4 separate regions of the Zea mays genome follow, and all the other regions are linked to region 1. The links are chromatin contacts, called in public Hi-C maps. All regions are on one chromosome and are shown on one strand. Each heading gives the region's core, a stretch centred on a gene start, on an enhancer-like site or on the middle of the called end of the contact. The rest is flanking DNA. Distances are from core to core; before and after follow the strand shown. Region 1 holds the start of LOC100194386. Region 2 holds the start of LOC100283282 (adenine phosphoribosyltransferase 2). Region 3 holds the start of LOC103627405 (BTB/POZ domain-containing protein At2g24240). Region 4 holds the start of LOC103627401 (la protein 1).

Region 1 (3,048 bases), core at 369-2,868:
CTTATAGCGTGAATCGCGCGCTGACTTGGATTGATTCCTACACCAACTCAGAACCTTGCAGCAGCAGCGGCGGCGGCAGCAAACATGAGGGAGAAGGATGCTGGTTGGTTGGGGCTTGGGACCTGAGAGGCCTGACAAGTGAAGTGACACATACAGTACGCCTGATGAGAGGCCCGGACGCGGGGGAGGCGCGAGCGAGCTGGCGGCCGAATTGCGACGTGGGCGCACCACCGGCCGGCGCACGCAAGTACGCAAACTAGCAGAAGCTACGAAAAGGGCCAACTGGTCCAGCCATGGACGAAATCATGCATGACAAGTGGTGGCAGCCATCGAGCCTCGCTGGAGTACTATGTTAGGATGTATCCTCTACAAACAGTAACTGAGGTAGAGTTAATCTTAATCGTCTAACCGCGTCCTTGATCGGGGGCTATCCTAACCGTTGGTTGCAGCCCTCGGTCATACGACGCCATATAAATAGATTAAGGGGGCCGACTGGTTTAGCCAACGCTAATCGCTCCACCACAAAACCCTAATCGACACCTTAAGAGGAACCGATCCCCTAGGCGCTCGGAGTGACTGAAATCGCTGTAACTATGTCTCAGATCCTCGTTATCCCATCGAGATCTGAAGTTCCCCTGCAGACAACATTGGAGGAGCCGATCCACCGTCGATCAACGATGAAAACCAATCTCCTCGACACTCGTAGGGAGATCAAGAAGGAGGAGGCGGGTCTTCGCTGCAAGACGCCGCCGCAATGATGGTTAGGAACAACAACGACAGTATGTATATATTTACCCCTCAGTAGAATAGATCTACTCATCATCGAGGTATTTTAGACATAAATTGGTATTCTAGGGACTTAGAAATCGATATTAATCACCAAAGAATTTAACATACTGCACTGTTAAAACCGAGTAAAACCTGAGAAGACCACCGCTGCCGAGGGCCAGGGTACCAAGTCTAACCCACCACCTCGGCATCTAAATCGAAACAAACGCCTGAGGTCAGGTGCATGCATATAAAACCACGCCATTGAAGCGGTCAGTGCTCACCTGGACGGCGTCGCCGCTGCTGATCGCTGCATAGACAGAGCATTCCAAGTGCTGCGCGCGCGCTCGAGCCGACATGCGACAGCCGAGACGCGGCGCGCGCGGTCGGCCTTCCAAGTGCTGCGTGCCCTCCCCCCCCCCCCCCCAGGCCACCATCGTGCATTCTTCTGTCACTGCTGATGCGGCGCGGACCTCATCGGATCGGAGCAGATCAGATCACCAGCACCGGCTCCCGCGTCCCAGCGTCCGGTGGGGTGGACGCGGTCCACCCAGGGTCCGAACACCAGCACAGAACGCCACGCCACGCCTCCTAGCTTGCCTTGGGCTGACAAAATCCAACCGGCAACCCCCCATCAACTCCACCCCCCAGCCCCCACCATCCGCTGTTGCTTTCCGCTGGTCATCCATCCCACCAAACGCCCAGCATTTTTCTTTTCTTCATCCAAAAAAAACCCCAACCCGAGACTCGGGCAGATTCACGGGGGACGACCACGAAGGGGCGCGCGCACGGCAGCCTGGCTATAAAAGGCGCTCCGCCCCCCGCTAGCTCACCAGCTCTCCACCAAGAGCTGTACCCCACACCACTAGGCACTAGTCCACTACCTAACGCTACCTGCCTTTTCACCGCGTCGTGCGCCACCGCCACGTTGAGCTCGCGTCCGTCCCAGATCCGCCGTGCTCCTCCATCGCTCGCGCAAGGTTGGTTACTGGCCTCGCCTGCTCGCCTTTCCTTCAACTCCTTCCCGCCCGCAGGATTTGGGCTTTCTCGATCACGAGGCGCTCCGGTAGGTCGGAGTGGGAGGATCAATCAATCAATCCGGTTGCGTACGAACGATAACGCGGTGTGTCGCGTCGCGTGCAGATGAAGATCACGGTGCGGGGGTCGGAGATGGTGTACCCGGCGGCGGAGACGCCGCGCCGCCGGCTCTGGAACTCGGGGCCCGACCTGGTGGTGCCGCGGTTCCACACGCCCAGCGTCTACTTCTTCCGCCGCGAGGACGCGGACGGGAACGACCTGGCGGGCGCGGACGGGAGCTTCTTCGACGGGGCGCGGATGCGGCGCGCGCTGGCCGAGGCGCTCGTGCCCTTCTACCCGATGGCCGGCCGGCTGGCGCGCGACGAGGACGGCCGCGTCGAGATCGACTGCAACGCGGGCGGGGTGCTGTTCCAGGAGGCGGACGCGCCCGACGCCACCATCGACTACTTCGGCGACTTCGCGCCCACCATGGAGCTCAAGCGCCTCATCCCCACCGTCGACTTCACGGACGACATCTCCTCCTTCCCGCTGCTCGTGCTCCAGGTGAGGAAAATCGATCCATCCCCACCTAACATCTTCGGGCTTCAGTTCTCTGCATTTCACTAGAGTTTTGACGATTTGATCGGGGTCGGGGAAGGGTTGAAACAAAGTGGTGGGCTTCGGTTATCTGAGTCGCCGCCAGCGCACAACGTCTGGGTCAACGTAGGTAGACTCGTCACAATTGTTGGGTGCATGTGCGGCGTGTGTATAGTATACATGGGCTGGCGCCGACGCGGATCGATGCGCGTGGAGACAACCTGTCAGGCCTGCATCCGTTGTTCAGCTGACTAGCCGAGGTGTGGAGGACGATCTCCAGATCTTCTTACATTTATGAATGAAAGATGTGGCCAAAAAAAAAACCTGCAAAGGACTCCGTCATTCATGTAGCTAGCAGTGCTCTATAAAGAAATCGTACCTGTAGTCAAATGAGCGTTCAATAGTGCGTGCCGACGTGCCGTGCCATAGTATTAAGCTAATCTAGTAATCTGTCAAGGGGTTCGATGTTTTGCACCAATCGGTGTGTGCATCGTGTTTCGAATACAAAACGCTCTCTGCTCCAAATATCACTCCTCCAAATATAGGGAATATTATAATTTGGAAAAGTCAAATATATGACTATATAGATATTTACCATCACATTCGTAGGTTCATACTGATGTGCCTTTTAGTACTTTGCTTTTGCAATGGCTAATAACAGATCGT
Region 2 (3,048 bases), core at 395-2,894, 500 kb before region 1:
GAAAACCAAAAAAACTCAGGAACCAAAGGGCGCAGAAGCGGACAGAGGATCCAACAAGCAACAGAGCAAAATCTCAGAAGCAGTACTTTGCAGCGATAACGACAGCGGATCGGGTGACATCAGGGCGCGGCAGCAGCAGAGAAGCGATGCATGACGGGCGTATACCACGGGGTGGGTGTCCCCCGCGCCGCTCGATCACGTGCGCCGGCTGCCGCAGCCGTCCGATCGCGCGGGGCCACGCCGGACGCTGCGGCATGCTGCCGCGGCCTTGACCCCCCCATTGCCATTGGTCCCTGCCGCGGGACCGGATCTGTGCCCGTAGCAGGCCTCCTTCTATACGTGTGCGGTGTGCCTGCCACTGCCACCCCCGCCCCGATACGCTACTGGATGCGGCAGATTCCGGACGCGGCCGCGGCGGGAAAGCCTGGAAAGGCGCGCCCAGGTCATGTGCCTAGACAGACGGACGGACGGAGGGAGGGAGGGGAAGGACGCTGCGCCAAACATTCTGCCACGAGCGCATGCACGCCCTGTGGCCCTGTGCTGCGTGCATGGCGGGTTCGCCGGTTCAATGTCTACTGGCTGTCTGGCAGTGGCAGCGCCAAGCGTGCACTCAACCCACACCGGCAGACGAGGTTAACCACACGCCGTTCCATGCGCCACGGCCACGGCACATGCACACGGCCGGGGAGGAGACGGGCCCGGCTGTCAGCGGCGGTCCAGCGCGATCTCGCGCATTTATTATCGGTCTCTGCAGCCTTTTAGTAGGATCTGCCTTGCACACCTGGCGCCGGATGGATATGGCAGGCGGGGCGGAGCTGGGCGAAACGCAAATCCAGCAACAGTGGCGTGGGAGGATTATTATGATATGATCCTCCCGAGGAAAGAAAGCAGGCCCGAGCTGCAACGCGAGCGCGAGCGAGAAAAAGGCGGGACGGACGCCGGCAACGACAAAAGCGCGGGGGGCGCAAAAAGGACCGAGGGAGATCTCCCCCAGAGATTTTACGGAATCTCAGAACTCTGCCCACAACAGCTCAGCGCGACAGCGACGTGCCGCTTCAGGCACCGCCGCCGGATACTGGTCGTCGAGTCGACCGGCCGGAAGAGACGAATCGAGGCGAGGCCAGGGGAGGTGCGGTGTCCGTCGGGCTGTGCTGGTTACGTACCGGCGACGGCGTCGATGCGCATCCCGCGGTAGCGCTCGACGAACAGGTCGACGGCGTCCTTGAACACCCTGGGGCGCAGCAGCAGCGTGGTGATGTCGTTGAACATGATGCCTGCAGCGTCCCGTGGCCCCCAACGACGGCGCATGCAGAGCAAGGAAGGCGTTACTGGCGGGCGGCACAATTGGCAGCAGAAGGCGTGTGGAGAGGAGTGAGCGAGTGAGTGAAGAAAGGCGTAGTACCGTGCTTGGGGAAGTGCGGCACGACGCGGATGGCGTCGGAGATGCCCTGCAGCCGGGGGTCAGCGGCCGCCTCCTGGGCCACTACCTCCGCCACAGCCGGCGCGCGTCCGTTCTCCTTGGCCGGCCTGGCGTTGGTGGCGGCCTCCATCGCGCTGGCAGCGTTGCAGCTGGCCTCTTCACCCATTATTTCCTCTCTCGCTCGATGGGGCTCGGGTCGGTCCAAGCTCCAAGCTCCTCTTCGACACCGCCCTTTATTGTTGCTTGCTGGACCGGTGCGCCCGCGGCGTATATATATAGCCGAGGCAGAGAGCAGAGCAGGGCTACTAGCCGGGTGGGGGGAATGGAGTGACTACTACTACTACTGAGTACTGACTAGTGAGAAGCACCAGCCCGGGCCTCGGGTTGCCGGATCGGGACGGGAGAAATTAAACCGGGGCAGACGTTACCGTCCACGCGGCCAACGGGCTGCGGACACGGCGATCAAGCAGTACGGCGGCACGGTCATGCCGAAAACCTGGGACGAAGTAACGGGGGGCTGGCCGGGTGGGTTGGGTTGGGTTGGGTGACATAAGTGCAGTGGTGGTGACGCCGTGGTACTGCTAATCTAGTAGGACACCGGCGCGGCGCGGCACTGCACGGCAGGCAGGCAGGCAGGCCCAACCCGACGAGCCGTGGTGGAGTGGAGGGTGTGTACCCACACAAGCGCTTCAAATCCGGACGCCGTGCGGTGCGGTGCGGTCCGGTGGCTACTGCCTAGGCTAGCCCCAAGTGGAGCAGCGGCTGCGCCCTACTAGGCCACTGTTAAGTAAACGAAACGCGCTCCCCGTTTTCTTTCCCTTTTCCTCTCTGAAACGGCTAGGCCTAGGCGCGCTGCTCATCAATACTGGGGCCAGGGCGCGAAGCTTTTCACGAAAAGAGAAAGAGGCACGCCCCCAGTAACCCTCCCTGGCTCACATTTGTCACGTACTACAACTGTACAAGTAGTAGGGGCACAGCGCACACACCGAGATATATAGAGAGAGAGAGATTGTGTGCCTATGCGGCTATGCCTATGCCTATGCACGTACTAGCGCATAGTCGTACGGGGGCTATGCGTGCTGTGGGCTGCCGTGCCACCACTGCTCGTCCTCGAGGGAGGCCAAGACGAGGAGCCCCCGGCGCAGTGCAGTGCGGTGCGGCGCGGGAAATATTTGCGATCTGGAAAGGACGGACAGAACCCGCCGGAAGAGATGATCCATCGTCGCCAAACTCCTCGATCAGTGAGAAAAACGCTTCTCGACGTTTTTATCCCGGTCAAGGCCCAAGGGTGATTTCTGAATTCTGATCTCCGACGCCGGCGCCAACTTCGTGATTATACAGTTTGGAGTAGTCGCAGGGGATGCGATGAAAGGCCACGCGCTCGCGCTGGCATCGTTGCCACGTTACTGTTTTCCAGACAGTTGTTGTTTACTATTCATCAGTACCGCCCTGTGGCTGGGAGCAGCCGCTAGTCCGCTACAGTATCGATGGAGGTAGTAGCCAGGGCCCAGGTGGTGTGTGTGTGTGGGGGGGGGGGGGGGGGGAGCCATGTTACTGGCATTTTGCAAGTGCGGTTGCCCTTACCAGGAGGACGCGATCGCGTCAGTGATCGATCCAGGAACTGCTCC
Region 3 (3,048 bases), core at 163-2,662, 320 kb before region 1:
CTCCCGCCAAATTAAAAAAATTTAAGTGCTATTAAACAAATTACAGCAGATTTGAACTAAAAATATGATTTTGACCCATAAATGTAACTAATTGCAATCATCCAATCATTTGAATATCCAATCAGTTGATACTATAAACACATTGTTTGGTACTGATGACAGAAACTATAAACAGAAACTGTAAACATAAACAGAAACTGTTGGCAGACCAACAATTTGTGAATATCCAATCATTTGAATTACAATCATATGAACTATAGTAGCAACATAAACAATTTGTTGGCAGACCAACAAACATAAATAGAATCTGCCAGAAACAATTTGTAATTCCATATCCAGATCCAGTTTCTCATGCATATCTAGTTTGTGACAGAAACAAAATTGCCTTAGAAATCATGAGAGTATCTAGACCAACAAACATAAACAGAAACTCATGAGAGTAATTTGATACAGATGTGGCTCTCTAAAATATAAATAAGATATAAAAACGTGATTGACTCTCTAAAATATAAAAAGACTTTTGAAGATTGAAAATATATAGATAGTGGTATTTTATGGAAAAATGACTCTCCAAATGATAATTTAGATTGTGAAATTTTGAAACGACTCTTGGGACTACTTCGTATCAATCGTGTGCAATAACTGGTTTGACATCTACTTTACATGGGTGTATATATCTATATATGTAATCAATCAATCTATATATGTAATCAATCAAAGAAGAAATTAAAGAAGCATAAAAAAACTAATTAACAAACCAAAACCCAACCCGTCGCTGATCTCCACGCCCAGGTGGCCGCTCTCGATGGCGATCCTCTCGGCGCTGTCGGCGGGGAGGCACTTGTGCAGCGAGTCGAACACCACGGAGAAGTACCGGAGACTGGCCGTGAAAGGTGGAAGCAGCAGCCGCGCCAGCCGCGCCTTGGTTCGCCGCAGCTCGTCGTGGCTCGTGCCGGAGCCGGTGATTCGCAGGGAAACTGGCTCGTCGCCGTCGCCGTCGTGTTATGCGCTGCTCGTTCTCGCGCTCGTGCTCGCGGCGGCGGCCGACAGGGACTAGATCAAGGAGGGCCACTGGAAGTCGTACGACACGTCGAGGTCGACCACGTGGAGGTGCCGGCGATGGTGGCCGCCGCTCTGGAACGCCTCCGCGATGGCGACTGCGAGTGAACCGGAGAGGCGAGAGCCGCGGCGGCTGCGGCTGCGAGTGAACTCGAGAGGCAAGTGAACCCTAGCGCAGTGGGCGAGCACGGGCCAGGCTGATACGCGAAGAAAGTTAGCTACGTTTCAATTGGGTCTGGCCACGAAGTTAGATGTGGCTCGCCTCAGCCAGGCCTCCAAGCTGGGCCAGGATACCAAACATGACGTGATTGTTTCAAATGGGCCTGGTCGTGCGTTGGGCCAGGCAACCAAACATACCCTCCCTGTCCCACTCCCGTCTCGCGTCAACGCAACAACCGCCGGGGTGTGGACGTGTGCGCAGTGACGTCGTGCGCGAGACGACCAAATCCTCTAGGTTCTTGGACCTGGCCGACCTGCCGTTGCCCACTGCCGCGCCCGCGCCTCCTTTTCTCCGTCCCAGCCCAGCCGGCACGTCAGCTCCGCACGATGCTGCCGCGCCGTTATATACGCCAGCTCCGCGACCCGGGTCCTCCTGCCCGTCTCATCCCCCACGATTCAAAACGGCCGTGCGCACCAACTATAACCTGCGACAGCGGCTCCTTTTGCGATCCATCGGCCATGTGCACTCCCGCGGCGTGCCGCGGGCGCGTGCGCATCAACGTCGGCGGGCGGGTGTTCGAGACGACGGCCGCCACGCTCTCCAGCGCGGGGCGGGACACCATGCTCGGCGCCATGGTGGACGCCTCCTGGAACGCGTGCCCCGACGGCGCGGCCGAGTACTTCATCGACCGCGACCCGGCGTGCTTCGCGGTGCTGCTGGACCTCCTCCGCACGGGGGCGCTCCACGTGCCGCCGGGCGTCCCCGAGGCGACGCTCTACCGCGAGGCGCTCTACTACGGCCTCCTGGACCGCGTCCGCGCCGCGCGCCTCGGGGAGCTGGACGGCGACCGCGTCCGCCTGGCGGCGTCCGTGCCCGGGCGCGCGCCGGGGGACGGCACGGCCGTCCGCGCCGCGCCCGACGGCGGCTGCTGCGTCGCGCACGGCGGCGCCGTGCGCGTCTACAACTGGATGCTCGAGGAGCGCCGCCCCGTGTGCCTCGCCCACGCGCCGGTCAACGACGCGGCGTACCTGGACGCCGCCACGCTCCTGGTCGCCGCGCGGGAGCGGCCCGGCCGCCGCGACGGCCACGACGGCGGCGTGGCCGCCTTCTCCGCGCTCACGGGCGGCCTGCGCCACCGCTTCCGCGTCGCGCACGCCCGCCAGCCTCGGTCGTTCACCGCCGGCGCCCTGGCCTTCGACGGGGGAGGAGGGTCAGGGTGCGCCGTCTTCGCGAGCTGCAAGGGCCGGCTCAACGAGTACGGCGTCGGCGTCTGGGACCGCAACACGGGCGAGCAGGCCGACTTCTTCTACGAGCCGCCCGGCTGCGCGCTAGGCGACGCCGACAGGCTCCAGTGGCTGGACGGCACCGGCGCGCTCATGGTGGCCACGATGTTCCCGCGGGCCGACTCCTCCTCCATCAGCCTGCTCGACTTCAGGGACAGGAGCGTCGTCTGGTCGTGGTCCGACGTCGGCACGCCGGCGTCGCTCGAGGACAAGCACGCGGTACACGCCGTCGCGATGGAGGACGGGAGGTCGGTGTGCGTGATCAACCAGTACGACGACCTCGGCTTCCTCGACCTCCGGAGCAGCGCCGGCGGCGTGCGGTGGCGATCGCGGAGCAAGCTGGCGGCGGGCGGGAAGGCGAAAGCGCTCGGCGAGGAGGTCTGTTACCCGAAGCTCGCCACGTACGGCGGCCAGCTGTTCGCGTCGACGGGCGACGCCATCTCGGTGTTCAGCGGCCCCGACCACGTGCTCACGTCGACGCTGCGCCGCAGCGAAGGCGGCGCCATCTGCGACTTCTCCATCGGCGGCGATCGCATCTTCGCTCTG
Region 4 (3,048 bases), core at 204-2,703, 300 kb after region 1:
TCTTAGAGGCGATGAAACATCGGCGGTGCAAAAATGATCGTATATATTTTAAAATTTTATAGAAAAAATATTTTTTAAAAATGAATCTACATGATCATTTCGGGAAGCACAATTACTTGTTACGCCGCTGTGTCTGCAGTGCGACACGACACGGAGGTCCGACGGACGCCGGATACGACCGCGACGGTGACACTGACAGCGCCCGGCCCCGGCCGGCCCAAGCGTCTCCTTCACACGTAGCCCAAGCGCGTCCCGGTCGGCCCAAGTGGCGCGTCCCGGTTGGGCGCCGGGACGATCGCGCTATCCCCTGCGGATACGGGGTTGACAGGTCAGCCGGTGGCCCTCCCCGCCGGGCGCCGGGCAATTCACGAGCGAGATCTGGATCCTTGGGCATCTATCTGCCTGCTGCTGTCTGTCCGTCTCTTTCTCTTCCACACCGATAAAAAAAAAGGTGCTTTAAAATGGTCGCCTGAACCGCAAGTGCGTGCTTCTGTGTGCCGCTCCCACTACCCACCAGCACAGATACAAGCATAGCTTGCGTCACATAAAATAGGTTTGCCACGAGACGCAAGTGTGCCATTGTTAGCAAGTACAAGCACGCCTTTGCTTTTGTGCTCTAGTAGCACACGAGGCTAACAATCCACGCAAGTAATAGAAAATTAATGTCACGGTGCTGCTTTTACTCTTCATTCAGAACGAATGTATGAGCGGTGGTGTTGATACCACTTCTACTCTTTAGTTAGAACTCGAATGTATGAGTAGTGGCTACAGTAACAATGGTGATGACCACTGCTCACGCCAACAAACGGGAACAACCAAGACAGGTTCTAGTTTACTCCTCTCTCTTACTATCCATTGCCAACTTTGCAACTCCCAGTTTCGACTGGATGGTTCTTTAAGCTACTAGAAATTCCGGTATCAACCGTACCATGTCTAACAAAGGGGACAGTTAGGCGTACCACTGATCCGATAACGACTGTTGAGTGCTGAGATGGAAGACATGAGCAAGCTGAAGAATCGGCTGATCCAGAAACCAATAATAAACAGCTATCGGCTCCGATCGAGTACGCGTATGCCGGCACCAGACACAAAAAAAGAGACATGCTTATCTGAAAGCTACCCGGTTTTTATCTGTTCAGGGAAAGAACGCCCCAAACGCAGTTCCTATCAGAAATCAAGATAGCTGATGATAAGACTGACCGGCTCGGAGGTCAGACGCAGAGCGAGTGAGCAAAGTGGAGGCCGTATCTTTTATCCGGACCGCACGAATACCCGATTTGGCACGTTCACGTCGGCGACTGCGACTGCTTGTCACCTTGTCTTTGTCTGCTTCAGTTGTTCAAAATGCAGCCACGGCTCTGCTGAATTGAATGAAAAAACAATATTCTTTGCGTGGAGGGAGGCCTCTCGCAGCCCAAGTACCTCCGAGATCGGCCCCATAGAAAGCAGGCCGTTTTGGAAGGAGTTATGGGCCGGGCCGGTAGAAAACTACACGGAGAAAGCCGCCGCCGCCGCTCCTTCACCCGCGCCAGCGCTGCTGCTAAAACCTCCCGACTAAACCCTAGCAGCGGTTCCTCTCCAGTCTCCAGCAGTCCAGCTCGATCGCGATCGGAGGCCAGAAATCCATGGCCGCTCCCGCCGCCGCGCCGCTCGACGAGGGCAAGGCGAAGAAAGTCCTTCGCCAGGTTCGCGATCCCCGCCTCGTTGCTCCAGATGCGCAGCTTTTTTTTTCCGCCACCATGCGATTCCTCTGAAAAGTACGTATCTGATTCGGTTGCCCCAGGTCGAGTTCTACTTCAGCGACAGCAACCTCCCCCGCGATAAGTTCCTGCGGGAGACGGTCGAGCAGAGCGATGACGGATGTAATGCCCAACCGCCCCATCTCCCTGCTGTTCGGTTTGTTTGTTTCCGTGGGCGAGCTGCTGAATTCTCTGTTGTTTTGTGCCGCAGTGGTGAGCTTGCCCTTGATATGCTCCTTCTCGCGGATGAAGTCCCACCTGGGGCTGGACGCAGATGTCAAGCCCGAGACTGTGCCGGAGGAGACCGTGCTTGCGGTTGCTGAGGTGCTCCGGCCTTCTCCTGCCCTCCGCGTATCGGAGGATGGTAAGCCAATTCCTGCCCTTCCCTCACCTTTTTTCAGGAACTTTGGTTTAGTTGTGTCACGTGCTGAACACGTGACAACCCGAGCTTTGTTTCAGATATTTCTATGTCTCTCAATTTAGTTGACATTTTAGATTGTCCTATTCTACATTAAAAATAGCTACAAATCTAGATCCCTTGGGCTTAAATTGTGAACAAGTTGTGTCTAGCACTCGTATGTACGACCAGCAGATGTTAATATGTTGCCTTGCCTTGGCTTGCACTTGATTTGGATCTCTCGGTCTCTCCTTTATCAATACTTTACTGGGAAGCAATTTTTATTACGAACTTCTATTGTAAGTCAAGAGTCATAGTTCTTATAACGAATAGTTGATTTAAGAGGTGGGTTGGAATGAATCTGAGTTGGTTCACTTCTACTGTACTTCGATTGCAGGAAAGAAGATTGGTAGAGCTAGTGAACTCTTGAAGCCAGATGAGATCATAGAACAAGTAGACTCTAGGACTATTGCTGTATCTCCGCTGCCTTGCAATGTAAAGCAGGAAGACGTCCAATCTTTTTTCACAAATTATGCAAAGGTATGTTGTATCTATTTTTCTTTCAAATACTATAGTTAATGTGCTACTGGCTGGTTACGAAATGGATTGAAATAGAAATCTGATACTACCTCCGTTCTTAAATATATGACGCTGTTGACTTTTTGTTTGAAAACTTTGACTACTCGTCTTATTCAGAAAAAAATGTGAATTATCATTTACTTTGTTATGATTTGTTTTATCACTTGAGGTTGTTTGATCATGACTCGAAATTTTACATTCTTGAATAAATATTTTGAATAAGACGAGTGGTCAAAGTTTTCAAAAAATTCAATGGCGTCATATATTTAAGAACGGAGGGAGTATATAATAATGAACTGCATATATTTCATTCATTTTTTTTAATATGGCAGG

The links. Hi-C and Micro-C count contacts between places; a contact is called where the count stands out from the background.
Region 2: a Hi-C map of tassel shows a contact between it and region 1, with 2.0 times the contacts expected there. The contact joins the promoter of LOC100283282 here to the promoter of LOC100194386 in region 1. A contact is called at or near these places in 2 of 25 Hi-C or Micro-C datasets (leaf and tassel).
Region 3: a Hi-C map of tassel shows a contact between it and region 1, with 4 times the contacts expected there. The contact joins the promoter of LOC103627405 here to the promoter of LOC100194386 in region 1. A contact is called at or near these places in 4 of 25 Hi-C or Micro-C datasets (bundle sheath, leaf, seedling and 1 more).
Region 4: a contact with region 1 is called in a Hi-C map of leaf, with 10 times the contacts expected there. The contact joins the promoter of LOC103627401 here to the promoter of LOC100194386 in region 1. A contact is called at or near these places in 4 of 25 Hi-C or Micro-C datasets (ear, leaf, leaf mesophyll and 1 more).

Annotation. Positions count from the first base shown.
Region 1 is chr5:187,372,975-187,376,022 of Zm-B73-REFERENCE-NAM-5.0, reverse strand. LOC100194386 reads left to right here and starts at 1,618. Exons shown (of 2, transcript NM_001139418.1): 1 at 1,618-2,349. The coding sequence starts at 1,912.
Region 2 is chr5:187,872,903-187,875,950 of Zm-B73-REFERENCE-NAM-5.0, reverse strand. LOC100283282 (adenine phosphoribosyltransferase 2) reads right to left here and starts at 1,644. Exons shown (of 7, transcript NM_001156184.2): 1 at 1,403-1,644; 2 at 1,164-1,274. The coding sequence starts at 1,586.
Region 3 is chr5:187,689,009-187,692,056 of Zm-B73-REFERENCE-NAM-5.0, reverse strand. It overlaps LOC103627405 (BTB/POZ domain-containing protein At2g24240), which reads left to right and starts at 1,412. Exons shown (of 1, transcript XM_008647697.3): 1 at 1,412-3,048. The coding sequence starts at 1,606.
Region 4 is chr5:187,071,917-187,074,964 of Zm-B73-REFERENCE-NAM-5.0, reverse strand. LOC103627401 (la protein 1) reads left to right here and starts at 1,453. Exons shown (of 10, transcript XM_008647691.2): 1 at 1,453-1,685; 2 at 1,784-1,862; 3 at 1,951-2,103; 4 at 2,534-2,676. The coding sequence starts at 1,626.